Linked DNA regions of Mus musculus: region 1 is linked to region 2. Evidence: chromatin contacts called from public Hi-C data. All regions are on one chromosome and are shown on one strand. The core of a region is the stretch at or near the end of the contact, and the rest is flanking DNA. Distances in the headings are between cores, read along the strand shown.

Region 1 (2,700 bases), core at 110-2,609, 180 kb before region 2:
GGATTTAGGGAGAGAACTGTTTATAGAGAAAGGCTGCTTTTACGGTGCAGAAAATGAAGCCTAATGGCAGGGTGTGGTGTAGCCTTGCTGGTCAGCCATCCTGGAATTTAAGTCAGGGTCTGACAAACATTCAGGAGTACAAAGAAGTTTTTAGCTCATTAGCCTTTTCATCTCTCCCTTCTCCTTGGCATCTCCTCCCTGTTAAGTCCTTCAGCAACTGAAGTGAACTTTGGACATGTTAGAGCCTTCTTTAATTATCATCACCCTGCCCCCAACCAAGCTCAGTATTCCTCTTGAGCTTCTTCTTGCCAGTTCTGTAGGACACCTTCCTTCAACATCTTCTATTCGAGAAAACTGGGGAGTGGGGACCAGTTTAAACACACTCAGCTGTGAATAGCCAAAGTCAGATTGACTTGAACCTCCTTCCTGTTTTGATATATGAAGTCATTGTGAGTAGACATAGGAAGCCAATTCCAAATACTGCCTATGATGGTTTAAATATGCTTGGCCCAGGGAGTGGCACTGTTGAGAGATGTTGCTTTGTTAAAGAAAGTGTGACACTGTTGGGTAGGCTTTGCAACCCTCCTCTTAGCTGCCTGAGAGATTCAGTCTTCTGGTTCTCCCTGAAACAATATGTATACAACTCTCAGCTCTGTCTACAGCACCACACCTGCCTGGACCATGCCCTACTTCCTGCCTTGATGATAATGGACTGAACCTTTGATCCTGTAAGCTATCCCCAATTAAATATTGTCCTTTATAAGAGTTGCCTTGGTCATGGTGTCTCTTCATAGCAATGAAAACCCTAAGACACTGCCTGAGGACTTTAGATGATCTGTGGGGTACCAGTTCACTCAAGGGGGCCTCTGGTCTAACAACTGGATATTGTACACTCAAAACTCTTCTCAGACATAAGAGGGGCACGATGATTCAAAGCACCAAGGATTTAGGAGCAGAACTGTTTTCAACCTGTTTACTGCCAGTCTTGACCTCATAATATTCTCAGATCAAGTGTCGGCAAGTATCATTGTGTACACTCTTCTGTGCTCTCTCTCTCTCTCTCTCTCTCTCTCTCTCTCTGTGTGTGTGTGTGTGTGTATGCAACATATTGTTCAAGGTTGTTTAAAAGCAATACCAATATTTTTTCTCTCTAATTCAAACTTTGAAGCAACAGTTGCACCCTCAAATCCTTACCTTGGAAGGAATCATCTGACATCATGTGAGAGCCAAAGCTACGCTTTAAGTTTTAGTTAACTGTGCCTAAGGGATCCATGAAACAAAACCGATAAGCCCCGTCCATGCCCAAGGACAGATACTTCTTAAAAGACTGGAAGCTGTTTCTGGGAGATAACAAGACACATGTTTTTCACTCCCTAAAACAAGTTTGTATGATCCAACTGCACCAGATATGCTTGATCACATATAGGTGGGGAAGCCATGGGCAGGAAATACATCAGGAAGTGTGCTTGCCTCTGATTGTACCTGATAGAAAATGTGATAACATTATGGGCTTGCCTTTAAAAGCATCTGCAAAATGTGACTCCGAACCATTTTCTGGGAACCCCAGAATGATTCTGGCCAGAATCCGACATCCTGGACAGTACTCGATTAAAGTCTGCATCAAATTTGGCTCAAAAAATTGTGGAACTGGTCTTTCTTAATTCCCAGGTTTAATGTTAGCTTTTTGAATGGTCTTAAATTTTTTAACTGTCTGCTTAGGAAGTGCCTCTGTCTAAGATCAACTGGTCTCTTCTCATGGAAATAGAGAATGCATCCTGGAATTTGTCTTCTGTGAACTTATAGGTCTTGAAAATCCCTCAACTTTCCCTTTCAAGACTCAGGGGCTGTCATCTTTTTATGCTGATGGGAGTCAACCTGGGCCCTTAACCTTACTCCTCAGCTCTGACCTGTCTTCTGTCTCTTTTCTGTGCTTAGTCCTCATGGGAAAGACACACATACTCTTCAAGAGATGGCATTTGGAAGAGCTTCTGCCAACCCATCCCCATCAAAGGCAATGTAGGAATTTCGAAGGCTGAATGTAAATGAAGGCCTCCTACACCTGACATGCATCCATCCTCCCTGAGGTTTACATAGCAATTACTTATTTTAAAATTTGCAAAACAGAAAGTCACAGAAGACCAATACATTCATCTCCCCAAATTAAATATTGCTATGACCATTTAGTATAGTCCTTGTAATATTCTTTTCCATGCTTCTGTGAGTACTTATTCCTGCTGTATATAATGTTTGCATCCTCTCTCATTAAATGTTACAAGGCTCTGCTGTCTTAAATATCTAGGATATAGATGTTGCAATGGCCAGAAATGGTTTGTATTTGCTTGCTTGTACAGCCCCAGCTGCTGCCCAGCAAGAAATATTTGCTGGGTCGTTGTTTTGTTTGTTTGTTTTGTTTTGTTTTTAACACAGGGTTTCTCTGTGTAGCCCTGGCTGTCCTGGAACTCACTCTGTAGACCAGGATGGCCTCGAACTCAGAAATCCGCCTGCCTCTGCCTCTCAAGTGCTGGGATTAAAGGCATGCACCGCCACCACCCAGCTGGTTTTGTTGTTGTTGTTGTTGTTGTTTTGTTTTTTATGGATCATTGTAATTTATCTTCACAATCCTTCACTGTTACAGATTTATTTGATTTAAAAATTTGAAAGCAATTAAACCTTCTACAATAGAGATTTGGGAGAGAATGT
Region 2 (2,700 bases), core at 112-2,611:
TTGTGTCTTGTGATGGTTTTAATTCTACTACATCTTAAGGTTTCTATTGTCAGGGTAAATAGAAATAGTCCTTCAATTTTTTTATTTTCCATATTATATGCTAATCTAGACAAGAAGAAAACCCCAGACTGTCCTGAATTGTATCTAATTATGGAGACAGACCCTTGGCAAGAACCATAAGATGTTAAACTAAATTTTATTTCCTCAGATGTGCCCATCGCTCTCTGACCTTGGCTCTTCTAAAAGAGCAGCCAGTGTTTCTAACCACTTAGCTATCTCTCCAGACCCAATGGTTTTTAACTAATAACTTTGGGAAATTAAGTATCTGTGTGTGGTGTTGGGAGTATTGCTATTGCTTTGGGATTCCACCTGGGACCTTGTGTGTACTTGCCAAGTGCTCTACTAATGAGCTGTACCTACACCCCTAGAGAGAAAAAGAAGGTTAGTGAAAGTAGGCACCAGTACCACCAAGCACAGACCCTTGCATAAAGTATTGGCCACTGATCCTGCTAAGCCTAGTTCAATTCCTGTCTATACGGCCATCCATACACTCACTGATGAAATATACTGTTTTTAAGAAGGAACTCAGACCCAAAACACATATCTACTACATATCACACATTACAAATGGATCGAGTTCATCATGCTTCCTGTTGGATATATAGTACACAAAATAAGACAATTTTATATTTTTGAATGGTTAAAACTAACAAAAAATAATATTCATGACCCATAAAATCAAATAAAACCAAATTTATATCTACTGTAAAGTTTAATTGGGACGTTGCTATATTTATTCATTTGCATATTGCATTTGTATAATGTCAGAAGAAAGTGGTTACCACAATTGTCATCTGGCCAGCGCCATCTAAAACAGTTATTATATGGCACTATTCAAAACATAGTCATAGTCCTTCAGCTGTGCTCTATGCTAAAAAAAAATACTTGTATATACATATATGAATGTTTACATTTAAGTATATGCATATTTTCAGTTAATAGCTGTAGTTTCAAAACGTTGTAGAAGTTGAATACATTGTTGAATCATTCATACAGTTTAACTCATTTCTCCCAAAGAAACATATTTTCAGGGCCAATTATTATTGAATTTATGATTTCTAGAGTAGTGCAAAAATATGTACTTTCCTGAATTTTTATTCCTTGTTTTCAAAGTAATTTCTTTCTCTTTCTTTCTTCCTTTTCAGAGTTTTTAGAAAATTGATATCTTTAATAGTTGGAAAATTCCATGGTTCTCAGATTTTATTATTATTATTATTTTTAGTGCTAGCTTCCTCTCAAGCAGCACTAAGAGTTCCGTAATATATATACTTCCCCAAACAAGGCTGGCAAACTTGGCCCCTGAAGCAGCTGTAAAAATGGAAATGCAATCACAGAAGGAGTTATCAACCTTATGAATTGAGGCGCCTCGACACTACTTGACATTCATTCTCAATTACCAAGTTCAGGCTTCCTGCCTTCACTGAGCAGCACTCCAGAGCACCTCACATCAGTGAGTGGGTGCCGGGTGGCCATGGTGGCGTAAGAAGCTTGTTTCTCTCTTCAAGGGACTTGGCTCAGCCAACAAAGCTCTAATCACTAGATTATCTGTCACAGCAGCCACGGGCTTTTAGAATGTATCTCATCTCTCTCTGTCAGATGTTTACCTTTCAGTGAGAGACCACTCACATCTTTATTGCAGTCATAAAGTCTGTGGAGAAGATAAAAATAAAAAATAAAAAAGCATTTAACCTGTAGCTACATCCTGTGGAGCAGAGCTCTGGGTTTAACTGCTTGTCTCAGGCTTCCTTCACTTCTAGTTACAAGGTGCCAGGGACGGGGTCGGGGTGGGGTGTGGGGAGTTCATAATGGGACTGCTGTTGAATCTAAGATAAAATTCCAGGATGTGACAAAGAAATCCCTGCCCCTCCCCCCACCACCAAGAATATCTGTGGAAATAAATAAAGGGTGCTAAGTTTTATCCAGACATGAATGTATTTGTTATGGTGGTTAACGGAACTGCGTGAATTATAAGATGTAGAAATCTCTATGGCTTCTTTGGAATTTGCCCTTTCGTAAGATTGCGCAACGTTAAAGCCCCCAAAGAATTTGTTTCAGACATTGTGCTAAACAAACAGGAGCATAATTATTGTGTTCAATGTATTAAGGGGAAAGTACTTAGATTAATAGGAATAACTGTGAAGAGGTTGGCCCCAATCCTACGACATCACTGCTATTATTACTGTCATTGTTACGGTCCTCACTGATCAGAGAGAGAGAGAGAGACAGAGAGAGAGAGAGACAGAGAGAGAGAGAGAGAGAGAGAGAGAGAGAGAGGCAGAGAGAGACAGAGAGAGAGACAGAGAGAGACAGAGAGACAGAGAGACAGAGAGACAGAGAGACAGAGAGACAGAGAGACAGAGACAGAGAGACAGAGAGACAGAGAGACAGAGACAGAGAGACAGAGACAGAGACAGAGACAGAGACAGAGACAGAGACAGAGACAGAGACAGAGGCAGAGGCAGAGGCAGAGACAGAGACAGAAGGTATAGAAGCTTCACTCTCCAAAGACTGTCTCCCATTTCTACTGGGAGACCCTATATGCAGACTCCATCATCCATTTTTAAAAGTTTTAATCGATTCTTTGTGAGTTTCACATCAGGCACCCCAGTCCCACTCATCTCCGCGTCTCCTCGAATCTGC

What was found. A called contact is a pair of places that touch in the nucleus more often than the background predicts.
Region 1: a contact with region 2 is called in a Hi-C map of the G1E-ER4 cell line, with 2.8 times the contacts expected there. A contact is called at or near these places in 1 of 39 promoter capture datasets (the C10 cell line), 52 of 484 Hi-C or Micro-C datasets (the AML12 cell line, the AtT-20 cell line, the BV-2 cell line and 38 more), 5 of 130 datasets of targeted methods (astrocytes, bone marrow-derived dendritic cells, embryonic stem cells and 1 more) and 1 of 9 other capture datasets (macrophages).

What each region holds. Positions count from the first base shown.
Region 1 is chr19:16,991,035-16,993,734 of GRCm38.p6, reverse strand. All of the region lies in intron 1 of Prune2 (prune homolog 2), which reads right to left. Among named protein-coding and RNA genes, the nearest start is that of Prune2, 36 kb to the right of the region's middle.
Region 2 is chr19:16,814,007-16,816,706 of GRCm38.p6, reverse strand. No RefSeq gene overlaps it. Among named protein-coding and RNA genes, the nearest start is that of Vps13a, 34 kb to the right of the region's middle.